Regions from separate parts of the Sus scrofa genome. Here all the other regions are linked to region 2. A link is a contact called in public Hi-C and targeted proximity ligation data. All regions are on one chromosome and are shown on one strand. The core of a region is the stretch at or near the end of the contact, and the rest is flanking DNA. Distances in the headings are between cores, read along the strand shown. Region 1 overlaps LOC106510390 (a long non-coding RNA gene). Region 2 has its middle 60 kb from the start of SLC38A4. Region 3 overlaps LOC106510390 (a long non-coding RNA gene).

Region 1 (2,854 bases), core at 157-2,656, 350 kb before region 2:
TAGGGCTGGACTATGGTCTCCTTTCAGTGACTTATTAATTATATAACTTGGGAACATTGCTTCTCTTCTCTAGGCCCCTGTTTTCTCATCTGGAAGGACATCGGCTTTATCACAGGGTGAGATTCCTTAATCATCAAGAATTGGAAATGATGAGTAAGGTGCTAGAATTGTGCTTGTCACCTTGAATGCTCTCGTTAAAGAGGATATTATTTTATTATATAAATTGTCACCCATGTGGCCCCCTGGGCCTTCGTGGTTGATCAAATCAAGGTTTCTCGAAACGGATATGACCTGAGTCAAGAGCATGAGCAGCTGAGTCAACGAGTATTTATAAAAGTCTCCACTAGCAACACGGTGCTGCTGGATTAGACATCGTTGTTCACACAGCAAAAACGTAAACCTTCTAGTCATTAAAAACTTGCCGTCATGTGTGATAAGACAGGTTAACCAAACCGTTTATGGAAATTCATGTTTTAAAATTTATAGATAGGTCTGTAGTGGAAAAAAAAGTTTGGCCATGACCCCTAGATGTTTCTCCTTTTCAGTGATCCAGGCGAGGCTAATAATTCACTCCTAGGGTTTTGAAGTTATTTATTTGCCTTTGGGTCTGGGGCATTCCCATTTGTGATCAATGCTAAGGAGGAAGCGAATTCATGACTTGATTCATACAGATAAGCCTGTAAGGGGAAGAGTGGGCAACAATTACCTCTGCTTCTAATCAGATGTATTCAGCTCTCCGGTTCTCTTTGCTCACGTGGGCAGCAAGGTGTTCTGGTGAAGTTTGCAAATACCCTCACTTTTGCTCTTTGCTCCCTTTTTCTTTCTGTTATCGCCTTGCCCTCTGCGCTCTGCTCCCTCTTGTCACCTCTGAGGTCCGCCTGTCACCCCACTGCCCTTCAGAACTCTTTTCCTTGAAGCCTTTCCAAACAGGTGCTGTCTTGCTTCACTCTCCACCGTCATTCTGCTAACCCCTGGGTCTTATAGATGTTCCCTGTTCTGAACACTGACGCATCTGTCTTTATATAGCCCTGACTGCCTTGGCATTTCCATGCTCCTCACTCTGTGTTTGCCAGCGCTTATCCCAACTCTTCCAGGAGCACTGGGGATCCCGCCCCTGTCACCTTTCATGTAGCACTTTGCGTTGTTTGTTATGGATTAAAGGACTCACAGAGGCCAAGAATAAAGGGTGTATTGGGGGGAGCTCTCAATACACTTGTGTTTTGCTTTTCAGCCATTCTCAGCTGAATGTCTAATCTGATGTCTTATTAGTAACTGGAAATTTAATAGGCAGAGTTCTGAGTTCTTTCTTGTAGGAATGTGTGCAAGTTTGGACTAGTGGATGAGTCACAGACTTGGAGGAGTTTAAAAGCCGTGGTTTAGTGAAAAGCCAGAGAGCGAGAGAGAGGAAGAGAGAGAGAGAGAGAGTTAGAGTTAGGAAGCCCTGCATGCAGAACCCAGGAAGTGAGGCCTTGCAAGCCGTTTGTAACACGCAAGGAACTCTCCGCCTTGATGTGGTGCAGACGGCAGGGGCAAGAGTAGAGCACCCTTAGGCTGTCTGAGGGGAGAATGAAGGAAAAGGGAACAAAAATATTCTTTCTTTCCCAGCCTGGCTCAGTCAGTGGTAGTGCTACCTGGGACCACTTCGTCACCCTCTTACTGTGTCCAGACACTATGTTATTTAAAAATACCAAAAAACAAAAAACAAACAAAAAAGCGCCATCTCCTTTCATCCTCACAAACCACTTCTGAGGAATTTTCACAGTTTTACAGAGTAGGATGCAGAAGCCCAAGGTCACACATTAGCAAAGCGTAGAGTCAGGCTATGCATCCAGGTCTGCCTAAACTTCAGGCCTCTCTAAATCTTGTCCTGACCTATGACCCTGTTCATTTTGACTTTGATCTTTTTTTTTTTCCCTTTGAGGGGAGAAAGGAATTTTTTTTTTTTTTTTTTTTTTTTTTTTTTTTTTTTTTTTTAGCAGATGAGAATTGGCCTTCTGTCTGGGACTTCCCCTGCTAGCAGGTTCTCAGGACATTTTTGCTGAATGAGTGAGTCTGTTCCAGTGGCTCTGGGATGGAGCATGAATGGAGCAGTGCAGTGTCTGGGAAGGAGGCCTCTCTTACTAGCTGTGTGGTTTAAGGCAAGTCCCTTCAACTCTATGGGCCTCAGAATGCTCCCTTTATTTATTTGTTTATTTATTTTTTGTCTTTTCAGGGCCGCACCTGCGGCATATGGAGGTTCCTAGGCTAGGGGTCTAATCAGAGCTGTAGCCACCAGCCTACACCACAGCCACAGCAACGTCAGATCCAAGCCGCGTCTTCAACCTACACCACAGCTCATGGCAATGCTGGATCCTTAACCCACTGAGCGAAGCCAGGGATCGAACCTGCAACCTCATGGTTCCTAGTCAGATTTGTTTCCCCTGCGCCACGACAGGAACTCTGAGTGCTTCCTTTAAAACTTAAGGTGGCTAGGGACAGACAGTGTGACCTCTTCAATGCCAACTCTTATGAGACGTGGGGAAAAGGCTGCCATAGCCTTTTGGTCACGTGTGTCACAGTAAAAGAGGGGAGACAGAATCATCCATCCATGCCTGGGATTCAGGAATTCTGCTCTCTCTTTTTAATCTCTGAAACCTATTTAAAAAATTTTTTTTAGGGCTGTACCTGCAGCATATGGAAGTTCCCAGGCTAGGGGTCGAATCTGAGCCACAGCTGCTGGCCTATACCACAGCCACAGCAATGCAGAATCTGAGCCATGTCTGCGACTTACACTACAGCTCATGGCAATGCCAGATCCTTAACCAATGAGCAAAGCCAGGGATGGAACCCTCATCGTCACAGATCCTAGTTGGAT
Region 2 (2,700 bases), core at 123-2,622:
ATAATAATTAAAGCCAACTCTGTCAGACCCTAAGATAGAAATTTTATATAGTAAAATACCAATTCTCTCTTTTTAATTCCAAGCCTTATCTTTTCTTTTCTTCAGGAAAGTCGTAACAAATGGATGTGTCTGGGACTTTGGTGAGGAAGAAAAGCCACCTGAAACGAAGCAAGGTTTTCCCTTTGCCTTGCACGTGTCTCCATGAATGTGGGCAAAATCCTCCAACCTCTTCCTTCCCAAGTAGACATCTTTTTTTTTTTAAGGTAAGCATCTAATTATCTATTTCCCAAGTAGACATTTTTTTTTTTTTTAAGGCAAGCATCTAATTATCTATTTCCCATCCTTACGATGTTGCCATTGAAGCAACAGGCCGAGTTCTGCTGCCAAAGCAGACGCTGAACTAAATGAGCCAGGTTAGTGCTGCCATCTACTGGGAGCACTTGAGAGTGAATTGCTTTACCTCAAGGCACCTTCTGTCATGAGACGGGTGCCCAGTAGCAAGAGGGGCCTTTACAAGAGGGAGTCGGGCAGCACCCACAGCTCCGTTATCCTGAAACCAGGAGCTAGGGAATCCCTCAGCACGTCCTGAGACAACCATGTTGAAGAGTCTGGGACAGAATAGAAATGAGTGTCAAGTATTTCTAATGCCCACCCAGGAATCTCCCTCAGGCTCTGGCGTCTTAAACCAGCCTCCCCCTTTGTTTTCTTGTAAATGCCTCTGTTCCTGGCTTTCCAAAGAAAAGGTACCTATGGCTACTGCGTTTCAGAGCTATGTTTAGGGGAGGGGGAGAGGAAGGAAATCTAGAAAGCTTCCTGACCTTGGTCTTTCTCTGGGCCCGGGCTTGCTCGGCTCAGGGGGCTGGCTGGCTACCTTTGGCTCGCTGCCTTTATCTTCCTCTGGAAATAGGTTCCACCCCAGCCTGGGAAAGAGCCACTTACTGAATTATGTCACCAGGCCTATTTTAAAAGGTGTGCCTCACACGCCATCCCCTCACAGTTGCTGATGTGTCTCATGAAGAGATTTTATCCCGACTGGGGAGAAGAGACCCAGAATGTACAGCCTTCCAGAAGAGACGCGTGCTCACCCTCGCTGAGTGCAAAGGACAACAGTGGTGTGCTGTGATTATTGTTATGCGGGGACTTCTGTAAAACTAGCGAATGGCTGCATCCACCTCCGAGGCCTGGTCGTGATTGCTGCCAACCCACGGGAAGGTCGCCCAGGCCTGTGAGGATGGACACGAGCGCTTGAGCGCTGCTGATAAAGATCGTTGATCCCCCTGAACGTGACTGATGGTTCTCAGGGGCCTCTGGCCTTGCTCCTGCATTCTTCTTCCTTATCTGGTAGGTACACACTCGGAGCTACAGGCTTGTCCTAAGGCCTGAGGAGGGCTCAGTGCGCCCCCACGTGGAGAACACAGAGAAATCACCTCCATCTTTGCCCTCGGCCATTTGTTTTCAAGGCAATTCAAAGAAGTTAATTTAACTGTCGCACTTTTTTGTTGTTGTTTTTCTATTTTACTCTAAGTTATTTGAGTATTTAAAATGGGATTCATTCTTAAACAAGGATCTACTGTATAGCACAAGGAACTATATTCAATATCTTGTAACAACATATAATAGAAAATAATCTGAAAATATATAGATATATGTACATATAGATACATATCTGTCTATCTATCACCTATCTGTCTATCATGGAATCACCTTGCTGTATTCCTGAAACTCACATAACATTGTAATTTAACTACACTTCAATTTTTAAAAATGGGATTCATTTTAGGAGAGGCCAACATTCCTTTGTGTTCTTTTAGTAAAACTGTAAAAACCCTCTGCTTTTATTCATACAGATAGGATCAAACCACTCTTGTACAGCTGCTCTTATTCAGTTGGCATTGTTTTGGATCCTGCAATGTGCAAAACCATTTGTAGAAATCTGTTTCTTGGGAAACCATTGTTGGTTCATTAAAAGAAGAAACCTTGACAAAATGTGGTAGAGGAGGTGGGCCTGGTGAGCTGATCAGCTCTTTTCCCTCCCAAGCTGCGGTTCCACGTGGTGATCAATGCAGTACAGCAGTGAGAAGCAGGGACCCAGCCTCACAGAGCCCGTGTCCAGAGCCCTAGCAGTCACTCACTGCATAAGTTTATGGATGATGACATCACACTGTATCTATAAAATAAGGTAACAAGTAAAAAATACTTAATGTTGTTTCTGGTACTTTACAAGTTCTCAGTTCATATAAGCTATCTTAATAAAGATAAGCTACATAAGCTATGGAATGCAACAAGTTACTGGTCATATCCCATTTTACTAGGAAAGAAACATCCCAAATCATTGGCCTTCCTTTCCCATCAAGGTGTTGCAAATTAACAACTGCTAGGTTTAGAAAATATTTGATTGACTGAGAATCTCTTTATTTAGAGGTGGTTGGTGTGCCTCTAATTTTCTCTAGGAAGGATATTTTTAGCATTACTTTGTTCCAGCAAAAAACAAAAACAAAACAAAACAATAATTTGGGGGTGTTCCTTGGCGGCCTCGTAATTAGAATTCAGCACTTACACCACTGCAGCCATGGTTCAATCCCTGGTCTAGGAACTGAGATTCCGTATGAAGCCACAACACACTGTGGCAAAAACGTAAAATACAAAGTAATTTTTAAAACATTTGTTGTCTCAATTCTACTTTCTTTGGTTTTTGTTTGC
Region 3 (2,700 bases), core at 30-2,529, 270 kb before region 2:
TATAATCCCAAGACTATGACTGAACGTTGGCGTTTTTTCCAAGGATGCTTTCAAACATACCCAATGAAAGGCTTAAACTTTGGGCAAAACCTTGGTCTTGGTATAAAACATGCTTTTTATAGTGGAGCATCACAAACTATGATGTTCCAACCCAAAAGACACATTCTGATTTGAAGTCCCATTTTCCTCAGAAGGAAGACACATCCTGCTAAAGCCAGAGGTGCTTGCTGTCCATCCCAACCTCATTTGGAATATTTCTGTGGCTCAGATTCAGTGAACTCCAAACACGTGGACCAGTGCTCCTGTGGCCATCACACTACGTCAAGGGTAAGAGGCAGATTATGAGAAAATAAATGCTCAGACAGGAACAACTTTGCAAAAATGAGAAGAAGGCAAGCCAGATCCTTTTCCTTGGATTGTGAGATGGAGTCAGAACAGGTGTTGGGACTTAGGTCAAAATTATAAATAGAGTGGAGATTCTAACGAGAATAGTGTATTGATGCTGAGATGAGGTTATCCAGCCCTCTGATGGCATCTTCTCCAGGGGCCTTTTCTGATTCCCCAGCTACACTTTCCTCTTCTACTTTGTTTAGAGTTCATCTCAGGCAATGATTTACCCTCCTTTCCACCAGAGTTTTGTTCGGTGCCTACTTCACTGAACTCATCCACTTATTTATCCCTCTCTTGTCCAAGATGGGATATAAGATGGAGCTACGGGGTTCGCCCCTTTGAGGATGGGACAGGGGTGCTTCTCATATTGTTTCCTTATAGTCCAGGGCCTCATGTGTGGTAGGAGCTTTGAACAGAATGCGTGAAGAGAACTTGGTTTCTGATAGGTTTGATTTCTTGCTCTGTCACTCACAGCATATGACCTGAGGCGAGGAGTTGAACCCATTAAATCTCAGATTTCCAACTGGGGCCTTATATTAAATGAATTGATCTGTCTTTAAAATCCCAGCACCTAGCATATAGAATGAACTTAATAATTGCTTATGATTATATGATTGTCTACAGCTTCAAGATTACAATAAACTGTGAGAACCATTTTATTTACACCTAGAAGTGGGTTGCCTTACACTTACAAAGTGGGACCAAAAGTCTCTACCTGATAGAACTAACAACACCCTGGATATAGTGGGTGTTCAAGAGAATAAAAAGTCACGGTCCTTGGAGTTCCCATTGTGGCTCAACGGGTTAAGGAAGCAACTAGTATCCAGGAGAATGTGGGTCTGATCCCTGGCCTTGCTCAGTGGATTAAGGTTCCTGGGTTGTTGCCTGCTGAGGCATTATGTTGCACATGCGGCTCGAATCCTTCCTCGCTATGGTTGTGGCATAGGCCAGCAGCTCCACTTTGACCCCTTGCCTGGTAACTTCCACAGGCAACAGGTGCAGACCTTTAAAAAAAAAAAAAAAAAAAAGTCTTGGTCATATGTCCTCCTCAAAGAAATGATGGTAGAAGAAGGAAAGAAATGGTAGACAAGCACAGGTTCACTGGAGTCACAGTTTCACTGGGTCCCAACTTAGACTATTAATGATGATAACAATACTGCCTGTTTGTATTTTTCGAAGGACTTTCACATTTCACAAGCTCTTATTATTTGATGGCTGACAAGATCAGAATTCTCTAGGTAACATCTATAATGGAGTTGGTACACAGGCAATTTTCTTGGTGTCCTTGCTTGCTGGAAACAAAGGCATTCTCAATTTGGGCCTCAGCTTCTCTGTGCAACTTCAGATATTTTCTTCTATCAGCACCAGCCCTTCCTCAGGAAAAAGCACAGAATGATTAAGAATGTGGGCTTTGAGATGATTTGGAGTTCCTTGGATTTTACTAGGTTCAGAGACTGAAGCCGTACATTGATTTTTTTTTTTTTCTGTTTAGGGTCGCACCTGGGGCATATGGAAGTTCCCAAGCTAGGAGGTGAATCGAAGGTGCAGCTGCCGGCTTATGCTACAGCCATAGCAACTCAGGATCCGAGCTGCATCTGCAACCCATGCTGCAGCTTGCAGCAACGCCGGATCCTTAATCCACTGAATAGGGCCAGGGATTGAACCTGCATCCTCATGGATGCTAGTCGGGTTCTTAACCCACTGAACCACGATGGGAACTTCCATAATTCAGTTTTTAATTTGGATTTCACACAATCCTGTGAGGTGGGTGGTTAAGTATTATTTCCCATGCTTTTCCAGGAGGGGAAACTGAGGCTCAAAGAGGGGAAGCAATTTTTGTGAGACCATACAGCTTCTACCTAGAAAGGCTGGGATTGGATCCCCGGTTGGTCTCACTTCCCCAGCCAGCTTATAACGCTATGGAACATGGCCTCCCCTGAGCGTGCCAATCAAAAGCTGGCCAAGGCATTAAATCCCCAGAACTTTTGGTTTCTCATTTGTTGTTGTGAGAATACATTTAGATGATGTTGATACATGCATGTTTGTGTCTTCCAGTGGGCAGCTATTGACATTGGGGTGAGAGTCTTGAAGAGGTAGATTTTCTGTAGTCAAATCCTGCTTGTGACTCCTTATGGCACCAAGGATGGCAAAACCATAGGGGATTGTGCAATGAAAGAGCGCAAGTATGCATCTAATACCCAGCCTAGGGCTCAGTAAGTGTGTGCCGAACGAGTGGATTTAACACCTAGTTAGTCCTTTGCAATGCAGGATGTGGCAAGGTACCCAGTCCCTCCTTTCAAGAAGCTCTGT

Evidence for each region. A called contact is a pair of places that touch in the nucleus more often than the background predicts.
Region 1: a contact with region 2 is called in a Hi-C map of skeletal muscle, with 5 times the contacts expected there. A contact is called at or near these places in 4 of 47 Hi-C or Micro-C datasets (embryonic fibroblasts, heart right ventricle and skeletal muscle) and 1 of 2 datasets of targeted methods (skeletal muscle).
Region 3: a targeted proximity ligation map of skeletal muscle shows a contact between it and region 2, with 3 times the contacts expected there. A contact is called at or near these places in 3 of 47 Hi-C or Micro-C datasets (embryonic fibroblasts and heart right ventricle) and 1 of 2 datasets of targeted methods (skeletal muscle).

Annotation. Positions count from the first base shown.
Region 1 is chr5:77,193,440-77,196,293 of Sscrofa11.1, forward strand. The region is part of intron 1 of LOC106510390 (a long non-coding RNA gene); the gene reads left to right. The region is part of intron 1 of LOC102160630 (a long non-coding RNA gene); the gene reads right to left. Among named protein-coding and RNA genes, the nearest start is that of SLC38A2, 69 kb to the left of the region's middle.
Region 2 is chr5:77,548,014-77,550,713 of Sscrofa11.1, forward strand. No RefSeq gene overlaps it. Among named protein-coding and RNA genes, the nearest start is that of SLC38A4, 60 kb to the left of the region's middle.
Region 3 is chr5:77,274,197-77,276,896 of Sscrofa11.1, forward strand. It overlaps LOC106510390 (a long non-coding RNA gene), which reads left to right. Exons shown (of 13, transcript XR_002344176.1): 5 at 192-327. Among named protein-coding and RNA genes, the nearest start is that of SLC38A2, 150 kb to the left of the region's middle.